Linked DNA regions of Mus musculus: regions 1, 2 and 3 are each linked to region 4. Evidence: chromatin contacts called from public promoter capture Hi-C data. All regions are on one chromosome and are shown on one strand. Each heading gives the region's core, a stretch centred on a gene start, on an enhancer-like site or on the middle of the called end of the contact. The rest is flanking DNA. Distances are from core to core; before and after follow the strand shown.

The links. Promoter capture Hi-C pulls out the DNA fragments that hold promoters and counts their contacts.
Region 1: a contact with region 4 is called in a promoter capture Hi-C map of liver, with 6 times the contacts expected there. The contact joins the promoter of Spon2 here to the promoter of AI839979 in region 4. A contact is called at or near these places in 3 of 39 promoter capture datasets (liver and pre-B cells).
Region 2: a contact with region 4 is called in a promoter capture Hi-C map of pre-B cells, with 2.7 times the contacts expected there. The contact joins the promoter of Adgrf3 here to the promoter of AI839979 in region 4. A contact is called at or near these places in 2 of 39 promoter capture datasets (liver and pre-B cells).
Region 3: a contact with region 4 is called in a promoter capture Hi-C map of liver, with 4 times the contacts expected there. The contact joins the promoter of Maea here to the promoter of AI839979 in region 4. A contact is called at or near these places in 1 of 39 promoter capture datasets (liver) and 1 of 115 datasets of contacts at active chromatin or transcription factors (pancreatic cancer cells).

Annotation. Positions count from the first base shown.
Region 1 is chr5:33,216,864-33,219,563 of GRCm38.p6, forward strand. Spon2 (spondin 2, extracellular matrix protein) reads right to left here and starts at 1,375. Exons shown (of 6, transcript NM_133903.3): 1 at 1,085-1,375; 2 at 381-600. The coding sequence starts at 597.
Region 2 is chr5:30,204,452-30,207,151 of GRCm38.p6, forward strand. It overlaps Adgrf3 (adhesion G protein-coupled receptor F3), which reads right to left and starts at 1,271. Exons shown (of 14, transcript NM_001014394.2): 1 at 1,165-1,271. The coding sequence starts at 1,254.
Region 3 is chr5:33,334,249-33,336,948 of GRCm38.p6, forward strand. It overlaps Maea (macrophage erythroblast attacher), which reads left to right and starts at 1,324. Exons shown (of 9, transcript NM_021500.2): 1 at 1,324-1,397. The coding sequence starts at 1,329.
Region 4 is chr5:31,570,045-31,572,744 of GRCm38.p6, forward strand. It overlaps AI839979 (expressed sequence AI839979), which reads right to left and starts at 1,353. Exons shown (of 3, transcript NR_102275.1): 1 at 1,140-1,353; 2 at 756-875; 3 at 1-386.

The DNA.
Region 1 (2,700 bases), core at 125-2,624, 1.6 Mb after region 4:
GCAGCAGGGCTATAGACTTTAATCCCACGGGGCTGTCCCCAGGGGACACATGTCCCTCTCCCCCTGCCCCCGCCCCCTCCCCAAATATCAGCTCCCTGACTGAATGGTAAGGAGCCACATCCACTTTGAACACAGAGAGACCGTAACATCCTTCACACTTATGTGGCTAAGACGCCTGGCTGGGTGACTGGTGTCCCCAGCTTTCCCGCAGCTACTGTGCCCTCCAACAGCCACTGGGACAGTGGGTATTTAGCAAGGGCTTCCTGTGTTGGATGTTTCTCAGATGACAGTGACTTGTACTGTGTGCTGTGAAGCCAGCAGGTACTGCTTCCTGCCCTGTAGCCTCCAGGATGAGGCAGAAGGAGGAAAGGTGCCCTTACCCAGCAGAGAGGACCACTGTGCAGGGGGCCGGAACAGGGGGTACTGCTTGGGAAATGCTGTCTGGCTCCACTTGCCAATGAAAGTGATGCTGTATCTAGCCAGAGGCCGGGCTGTACAAACCGATTCTCCCCCCAGCGGCTGGCTCGTGGTGGAGCCTATCATGGCCAGGAGGAAGACCCAAAGAGCTCTGCCCAGGGCAAGACTCACGTTTTCCATCACCTACAGCAGAGGGAGAGAAGAGTTGGCACCTTTAGTCCCAGGGCCCCTGTCCACGGAGCCCCAGGAGAGAACAGAACGAGCTCCCAGAGTGAGATGCCTGCAAACACACCGTTTGGTCCCCAGAATGTCCTTCGAGAGTTTCCCAGATGCCGCCCAGTGAAAAGGGCACCAGGTACGTGGCCGGTTTCACTGCTTGTCTGCAAGAATGTCAGTGTAACTTGTGAACTACAGCCCCCAGGACTGTAGTCCAAGGGACAAAAGGTCAATGGGTTTACAATTATCTCTGTCACACACCTCCTGGCCGCTCTACATTGTGTCCCCTGCACTGTGAAGTGCGCCTGGCTTGTACACTTCATGGACTAGCTGTGCATGGGGCTAGATTAGCAAAGCTGAGGTCATGCCCAGCCCCCAGGGTAGTCTCTGAGTGTTACAGATTGCTGTTCCAGGAGCCCCAGGCCCTCTTGAGATGTGAACAACCACTCACCTGGCAAAAGCGTCAGAGGCAGGCTGCTGGGCTTGTCAGCTGGAGGATTGGTCCCAGAGCTCCCAGATCCTATGTGTGCCCAAGGTTAGTGCCTCTGGCCAGCAGATAGGCCCCAGCTCTTCCTGTCTTCTGCCTCAGTGCCTGGTCCCAGAAAGTGCCAGAAGGGGCTTGAGACAAGGAAGCAAGAGGTTTTCCTGCTGCAGGGGTTCTCTGCTCAACCTTCTCACTAGTTCTGACTGCTGTGACCTGCTCCAAGTTGAGCTCACTCTCCGCCCCCTCGGGCTAACTGCTGCCCTGCCGCACCCCTTTCTTTGTCTTTCCCTCTCCCTTCCCTCTCTCCGCCCTCCTCCCTCCTCTCACAGGCTGTCTCTGGGTGGTGCTGCAAGGGGCTCTGTGTTCAGAGATAGGAGTCTGGGGCCAGAGGCCACATTGGTGCCCTGTCTGAACTTTGCCACAGATGTGGTCGAGATGTGACCCACATTTCTCCACTTGACAAATGTGTGTGTGTGTGTGTGTGTGTGTGTGTGTGTTGGGGTGCTGAGGAGCCCCAGATCTACCAGCTTAGCTGTAAAAGGCTTTGGGGCTCTGGGTTTCAGCCAGCCAGACACCTCTTTCTCATAGGGGTCTGAGGGCCCACTTGGCCAGCCGAAGGAAAGCAGCTCGGGGATTTCAAGCTGCTCCTTGGTCCACCTCCTCCCAGCTTCCAGGCCTCTGGTGTTCCTTTGGACTGGGTAGTAGATTCTGATGTTTACTGCAGTGCAGTGTCAGGGAAATACTCTCAAAACTACTGAGGAAGCCTAAGAACTAAGTAGAAAGAAGAGTGGAGAGAGACGACAAACGCAACCTCTGCCGGGTCCCCCACGTACCAAAATATCCAGGGAGCTGCTCCAAGACACATTCTGGGTTTTGGACCAAGTTAATGTTTCACTGTCAGACAGACAGTGAGAGAGAATAAATAGAATCTGCGAAGCTCAAATGCAAACAAAGAGAATGACTTCACCCTCATTTCAAATAAATAAGGCAGCCACATAGCGGCAACTGTGGACATAGCATTTAGGCACCAGGCCTAGAGACCAAAGACAGACTGCCCCAGAACGTCTCAAGCTGCTGGTGAAAGTCACCAAGAAGCCTAAAGCTTCTGTGGCTGTAGCTACCCGTGTGCAACTCACTTACAATAAGCAAGCTAGCCTGTGTTAACAGCAGTTGCTCAATGGCTTAAGCTGAGCAGCTGTAGGTCGCACATCGAGTAGCGATGTGGCATGGCTTGTCAGCAGTACATATTCCCACCGTGTGGCCAGAGAGAAGATGGTCGAACTGCTGTATCTACTACAGCTCATCCAACCGATGCAGAAGGAAGCCATGACGACAATTAAGCCTGCGTAAACACTAGAACAAGGACTTTCTTCCCCTTTTCAGATAAAGGCGCCCTAAGGCAGCTTAGAAAATCCCACTATGCCTCAACGGACAATGGGCGTAGACAGACGCTCTTATGAAATGGACTTGGCCCTGTGGACCCCGAGGGATCTTTACTGTTGACCTTTCATTCAGAGGCCTGCTCTCCTCTAATTTGCCTTGTGCTCTGTGACTAGCTATGGACCATGCTTGTCATAGGATCC
Region 2 (2,700 bases), core at 21-2,520, 1.4 Mb before region 4:
TGCCAGGGTACCCTCAGGGGCAGCCTGGCTACTCTGGTGTGACTTGGTCTCTTAGAAGTTCTTCTTTAGGCCAGAGGTCAAATGTAAGTATCTGGAGGGAGAAAAGGATGTTCAGAAACGGGGACAGGGGCACAATTCCAGGGACCCTGCCAGGGCCAGCAGCCTCACCTGAAACCAGGAACCAGGCACACCCTGGAAGTCAACATGCTTTGTTTAGCTCCTTCCTGAATTGACCTGTCCCTGGGCCTCTAGGCTAATTGAAATGGCTGGGTCCAGAGCTCCAACAAGGAGTCAGGGTCCTGCAAATTAACCCATGTTTTCCTCTCAAAATCCCATGTGTGTATGCATCTAAAACCAGATGGCAGCTCACACTTGCAATCTCAGCACCCAGGAGACTGAAGCAGGAAGACTGTAGCAAGTACAAGGACAGCCTGGGCAACAGAGTGAACCTTTATTTAAAAAACAAACAAACTAACTAACAACAATCACCCCAAAATATAAATAATAAAACCAGAAGGAAGCCAGACATGGTGGTTCAAGCCTGTACAATAATCCCAGTGCTTAAGATAATGGGGCAGGGGTATCCCTTACTTAAGATAATGGGGCAGGAGTATCCCTTACTTAAGTGCAAGGGTTCAAGAGCAGCCTGGGCAACACAGAAGATCCACACAGAAAATAAAAACAAGGAAGTACATGAAAACTAGGAGGATATAACACAAACAAACAAACAGGTGCAGGCAAGGATAGGCTATAGATAAGACATGCCACAGAGGAAGCTACAGATAGGGATATTTAGATCTGGGGATTGCAGTAGATTAGGAGCTGTAGATAAATAGATAATAAAATGCAAGCCTAGGCTCCACGCTTCTCCTCAGACTCTTTCCCATCGTCTATGCTAATAAGCTTCTACATCTGCAAAGGTTTTCTTCTCATTTCATTGTAAGTTGGTAGCCAAAAGAGCAGCAGGTGTCGTAGGGTGTCATGGGGACTCAGGTAAAGCTATGGAAGTGTCCCCTCACCCTGGGCAGGAAGATTGCCTTCTTGGGGGCAAGCTGGTCCCTTCCTTCCACCTTTCATCCTACACCCTGTGGTTCCTCACAACCTGTGGCTCTGACTGTGGCCTCTGCAGGTCTCCCCAGGGTCCTCACTCACCCCAGTACTTACTGATTGGGCTGTGGGGACAAATGTTGGCTCCAACTCCAGCAGGGGAAGAGTCACGGCCAGGAGCAGCTGGGAGAGAGCTAGAGAGGACATGGCTCAACGCAGCAGTCCCTAAAGCCCTCCGGCTGTTCCAGGATGCAAATTTCCTCCCCCCACCCCCCCCCACCCCCCGCCCCAGCTGGCAGGGCTATTACTGAAGGAAGGGAGGAAAGATCAGAGGGAGCCAAGGTGAGTTGACAGAGCAAGTGTCACAGCCTGTGATTCGGGCAGATATGCTTCCAGGTCACTGGGGCCACCTGGACCCCCACATGATTCTGTGAGAGGAGTGTGCCTTGGTTCTCCTGGGCAGGCGGAGGGGACACAGGTACCACGTCACAAAAAACAACAGGTCACAGAGGCAGGTTCAGGCATGGTCCCCAGGGCCTAGGAAACTTGGATCATTTTGGAATGCCTCCAGGAAGCTAGACCTTCAAAACTGAACCAAGGTTAGAAAAGACTATAAAGGGGGCAGCAAGATGCCTCAGAGGGTAAAGGAGCTTGCCGCCAAACTCCACAGCCTGAACTGGTCCCTGGAACACACATGGTACAAGAAAGCCAGCTCTTGTTCCATCAAACACCTTGAATCCGTCCCCTGTATTTGTATGTCAGAATACCTCAGGCTGGGTTGAAGAATAGAAAATTACTGGCCTCTTGTGAGAACATGAATTTTTTACCTCGGAGCCCACCCCCTCCCATCTAGAGATTGTTCCCAGAACACTCCTAAACTTTTCACCCCAAAACTCCTCACCCTAAAGTTTGAACCCTCCCAACTAAAAACTGTTCCAAAAACATTTTTGAGATAAAGGCCTCCTGGAACAACCTCAAAATGAACCAGGTACTCCTTAGTTACGTAGGTTCCTTGATAGGACATGACTCCTTAGTTACGTAGAATCCTTTGGCAGAACCCCTTGTCCCTTGGCAGAACTCCCTAGTGATGTAAACTTGTACTTTCCCTGCCCAGTTCTCCCCCTTTGAGTTTTACTATATAAGCCTGTGAAAAATTCTGGCTGACCGTCGAGACTCCTCTACCCTGTGCTAAGGTGTATGAGTTTCGACCCCAGAGCTCTGTGTGCTTCCATGTTGCTGCTTTATTTCGACCCCAGAGCTCTGGTCTGTGTGCTTTCATGTTGCTGCCTTATTAAATCTTGCCTTCTACATTTTATGTATGGTCTCAGTGTCTTCTTGGGTACGCGGCTGTCCCGGGACTTGAGTGTCTGAGTGAGGGTCTCCCCTCGAGGGTCTTTCAGGGTAATTTTTTGTTTTGATTTGTTTTACAAGACAAGGTTTCTCTGTGTAGCCCTGAATGTCCTAGAACTCACTGTGTAGATTGGACTGGCCTCAAACTCAGAGATCCATTTGCCTCTGCCTCCCCAGTGCTGGGATTAAAGGTGTGTGCCACCACAACTGGCAGGCAGGGTTTTGTAACAAATAGAAATGTATTTGGCTTACTGTCTTGGGTCTTGAGGGGTTGCATCTTTTGGGGGTCTTCACACGTGGCAG
Region 3 (2,700 bases), core at 74-2,573, 1.8 Mb after region 4:
ACAAAAGACAACTTAATGTAGAAGTCATTTCCTAAGGAATGAAATGTAATTCCATTTTTAATTTTAAAAGCAGGCGAGGAGGGCTGGAGAGATGGCTCATGGGTTAAGAGCACATGCTGGTCTTGTAGAGAACTCAAGTTTAGTACTCAGCACCCATGTGCTTGTCTCACAACAATCTGTAACTCTAGTTCCTGGGGGATCTAACGCTCTCTTCTGGCTTCTGCAGAAATCATGCAAACGTGAGGTAGGTTCAATTCACCAAAAAAAAAAAAAAAAAAAAAAAAAAAAAAAAAAAAAAGCCATTCAGTTCAGATAAAGGGTTTTAGTGACCCTCAAGTTTATTGTCTGGCTACCAACAAATGGCCAAATTGAGTTCAAAATAGAAGAATTAGAATGTAGGTAAAAGGCATGATAATTAAGCAATCTCAGTCAAGGTGTGGTCTGGTTGATAGTTACTTCAATTCTGTTTTTCAGGTGGTTTAAAGAAGTCCTCATTGCCTTAGGGAACAGACTGATTCTCAGGTCTTGTGACATGTGCTGTAGGGTGAAGCCTACATCACAGATAATTGCTTTCACTCAGGAGCCCTGGAAGATCCACGTTGCTTAGTTTATCAGAAAGATGTTAACTGATCATTACTATTGCTCCAGGAATTCAACTTGACTACAAGTTTAGGTCAGGGACTGGACACCTTCAGACGCCTTTTGGACCCCAAATCAAGGATTCATCGCTTTTTCACAAATGCAGTTCCCAAGTGTTCCTTATGTTATTACTGGCAGGAAAGCACAGCTGCTCGATAGCCCCTCCCTGTCTTATTCTATTGTAAACATTCTTTATCTTTTATTGGGAAGCCCGCTCTTGGACGCCAGAGCTGTTAATCGGCGAAAATGGAGATGAAGGAAAGTAGTTCCCGGATGGCAAAAACCGCACCCCTAAGTGACCATTCAGAGATAACGGCCACCGAGCGCTGAGGCAGGGCCTGTGACCACTACGGGAGGCGACTTCGGAGGTGTGTGTGTGGGGGGGGGGTGCGACCACAACGTGAGTCGTCTCAGCCCCAACCCTCCGAACGTCCATGGCGTCGGGATCCCCGCTCTACTAAATCCGCATCTGCGGCCTACGCCAGCGGACAATTCAATGAGGAAGCCGCTCTCTAGAGCTGCCGGCGATTGGTCGAGCCCGTGAAAGATGATTGGCTCTGGCCTTCTTCCGCTCGGGCGGCCCGGTGACACGATTGGTGCAGACTCATAGCCGCTCCGCCTGCTCCCGTACGTAGCACGTCACTATCCGGCGTGCCCCGTACCCGCCTCCTCCGCTCGGCCGGCCCAAGATGGCGGTGCAGGAGTCGGCGGCCCAGCTGTCCATGACCCTGAAGGTGCAGGAGTACCCGACCCTCAAGGTGCGTTCTAGGCGCGGCTAGGGTCGCCACCGCATCTTGGGAGGGGTCGTGGTGGTGCAGGGGCTGGGTCGCTGCCGGAGTCGCTTCTGGAGGGACTGCACGGCCGGGGGCGGGGTCGGGGGCGGTGGGGCTGCGGCTCTCCAGCGCGATGGGCACGGGCCGGGGCCTCCCGATGGGGCCAAGGGGGACCTCTCGGTGTACTGTGACCTAGGTGGTGCGGGGCGACAGAGTCAGAGGGCTTCCGAGGCCCGGGCGGCGGGGCCTGAGCCCTGCCTCCCACCCAGCCTTCAAAGCCGAGAGGCTGCGGGCCGTGCGAGTGCGGGCAGCGAGGCCACGGCCGGGGCGGCGGGCACTAAAGAACCAGGGGCCCTGGACGCGGAGGTGGGTCGCGGCGGCCCCGGGGCGTCCTTCCGGAAGCTCGGCCTGGGGCGTGGCGGGCATGCCTCTGGTGCTAATTAGGGGGCCAGTGGGGAGCACTGGCGACCCGGTGGCACCCCGCCTCGCTGGGCGTCCCCAGAACTCCAGCGCAGCTCCTGCCCTTGGTTTCCGGGGCGTGACCTTGGGTGGTCGCTGCGCCAGTGCGTTCCTTTAGGACAAACGTTCATCCCCGCCGGAAGACTGGGAGGCTTCAGTTGCTAGAGGGCTTGATGGTACCGGATGGACTGCGGTGAAGTACCTGGGAAGAAAAGCCTTAAGAGGAAGAAAAAAATTCTTTGGTTCCAAGGAAGGCCGGCAGAGCCTTCGTGTTCTACATTCCTTGGCTGAGGTCTGGGCAGCTTTTCTTCTGGAGCTCTTGGCACCTCATCCATCTCTTTGGTGACCCAGTGGTTGTTTGGTGGTGGGTGGGTGGGTCGTTTAGCTAAGGTTGAAGACTACAGGTTCTAGGCGAGACCGCTTTTTCTGTGCTTAGGGAGACCCAGATTGTATGGGAGGCACCTGACTTCTGCTGGTGTTCCCTTGTCTGATGTAAGCCCTAGGGAGCACTTGTTTTCCTCCCCGAGGGTGAAGTGAGCGAGCTTATATTGCACATGGAAGTCTTGGCATTCCCTGGAAGGCATCTCTTGTCATTGTCCCTGTGACATCTGACTGCTCTGGAGTAGTTTGTCTTCACAGGAGGGCAGAAGCAAGGCCCAGCTGGCCTTCTTCTATAGTTGGTGAGCAGCCATATTTGATCAATGTTTTGTATCCTGTGCTTTATTTGACTAAGGAAGGGAGCAAACACCACCAGTCTTTTTTGTCAGATGTTCAAAATGTATGGCTTGGGGGAGTAGGAGGTACTTGTGACAGACCTCGGTCTTGTACG
Region 4 (2,700 bases), core at 103-2,602:
AGACCAAGCTACATATCTGTTCCATATGTGCAAGGAGGCCTAGGTCCAGCCTGTGTATGCTCTTTGGTTGATGGTTCAGTTTCTGGGAGCCCCTAGTGGTCCAGGTTAGTTGACTTTGTTGGTCTTCTTGTAGAGTTCCTATTTCCTTCAGGGCCTGCAATCCTTCCCACAACTCTTCCACAAGAGTCCCCAAGCTCCATTTAATGTTTGACTGTGGGACTCAGCATCTGTTTCAGTCAGCTGCTGGGTAGCTGTCAGAGGAGTTATGCTAGGCTCCTGTCTACAAGCACAACAGGCTCCATATCCTCACTGCTAGGAGTCTCAGCTAAAGTCACCCCCATGGACTGGGATGGGTGAGACTCCCGGGAGCTTTACCATTTTGTCTGCTGTGAGAGAGAAGTCAGGAAAAACAAAAACAGAGCCTACTTAATTGAGTTCGGAACTTAAATCTGCCAGAACCCAATGCAGTGGGTGCCCTCACTGCCAGATGGCCAGCAGGTCCTTGGGAGTAAACCAGAAGACAGTTTTAAGAGGCTGTTGTTTCCCTAAGGACATAGCTTATAATCTGCCTGTGCTTGAAGTACTTGCACATACAGAGACTTCTTCTTTTTAAGCACATATTGATTAAATATAATGAGGCATACTGAGGTTGAGAGGAGAGATCAGGGAGGGAGGCGTCCATGCATACCCAGGGCTTTGAACAAGGGCTCCCCGACTCAAGGAAGTGCACAAACCCAAAATTACCAGGAACCTACCTGTGAGTTTGTTGTGGACAGTTTCTGGGATTCTGTGTAGCCTTTATCAGCATCTCTAAAGGGTCATTGTCCAAATATAGTTAAACAGACTTCGGACACGGAAGCGTTGGACTCCCATTCCTAGGCACAATGGCACAGTTTATAGCAGGTCCCTGTCAACCTCACTCCATCACCCCCTCAAATCCTTGCCTAGAAATCTATTCCAGCTAGCCTCCTTTTGCCCTACCAGGGGGAGGGGAAATCCGAAAGCTTATTTTTAGGCAGGCCCTGCCAAGACTCCCCGCAGTGGCTGGACTGCTGCTGGGCCTGAGGGGTGCCCGCGCCCCAGGAGGACAAGCAGTGTGCGGGAGGGGCCTGCGGGCACGAGCGGATGTCACAGCTTACCTCAGAGCCTGAATTAGAAGCCTGAAAAAAAAAATCACAGCAGGAAATAATGTGGTGCCCAAAATAGAAACATCAACCGGGAGAGAGGCCGGGAGTAGGTGGCGTTTGAGGCTCCTGCAGCGTCCTCCCCAGAGGCCTCCTGACAACCGGCAAGCGGGTTGGCATGAGATTGCAACCCAGCCCAAGAGGCCACAAAGGCACCGGCTGGATGTTTCAGCAAGGGAGAAGGAATGGGCAGTAAAGTGGAGAATCAGGACCGCCTCCTCTTCCCTCCCTCTCGACTTTCTCCTTCCTTCTCCAAAGTCTTACCGCCACCGCTGACCCCTTCCTCTTTTTCGGCATCATCCCTCAACCTTCTCCCCACACAATGACTTCTGCTTTTTTCCTCACTCTCTAGTGCCCCTTCTTCTCTGATACTGCCCCCACCCCGCTTCCTCCTTTCCCTCCCCACACCAAGCCCTTCATTTCTCCTGGGTGGTCTCTGCCCCAACCCGCCGCCCCCCAGCCTCCCGGTGCTTTTGGGTGCCTTCCTAGGTAACTAGTGGGAGCTCAGTCTAGCAGCAGCTAACTGAAGGTCAGCCTCCTGTGCCTGACTGCAGCCTGGCTGCACTGATCTCCCCTTCACCCCACACTCAGCACCCTCCACGCCTCTTTAGAGAAAAGGAGGCCCTGGAGTCTAAGGAAGATGGCAGGGTCAGGACTCCTTCCTCTGGGGCCTCTGGAGGGCTTGAGAGGAAGCAGAAACTTTGCAGGCAATCTTGGACTGTCTCTCCCTTCACAGCTGAGTTCCTGGTAGATTGCATGGTTTGCCAAATTTCCGTGTTTCTCATGCTGGCATGTGCCATTGGGCAAGGTATAAAGTCGGTGAGAACCAGACTTAAGGTCTCTCTGATGCTCCCCTTAACCTTCACCAACCCCGAGTGGGGAAACATCTGTGATCTCCTTTACAGTGGGAACTCAGATGCAGCAGGTGAGCTGGAGGATGGGGGACACTGGAGGATGGGGGACACTGGAGGATGGGGACACTGGAGGATGGGGGACACTGAGGATGTCTTTAATCTTAGCACTAGGTAGAGGCAGATGATCTCTAGGAGTTAAGAGTCCATCCTGGTCTACATGGTGAGTTCCAGGCTAGCCAAGGCTACATAGTGAGACCCTGTCTTTAAAAACAAAGGAAAGAAAAGTCGGAGTAGTAGGCATGCTGCATGTTTGTAAGAGTAGAAGGGCTGGGATCGAGGCACAGGGAGTGCAGCCCCTCTACTGACCTTGAACTTGGACCAAGTTCATTGACTTGGTATTTCCATACCCGGTTTTCTTCGTAACAAGATTTGTTTTTTATTATTTCTTTTCTGAATGTAAGCATGAGACATTCCATTACATATGTTGGGTAATTTCAATTATTAAAAATTCCCTAGGTGGGGCTGGAGAGATGGCTCAGCAGTTAAGAGCACTAACTGTTCTTCCAGAGATCCTGAGTTCAATTCCCAGCAACCACATATGTTCACAACCACCTTTAATGAGATCTGATGACCTCTTCTGATATGTTGGAAGCCAGCAACAG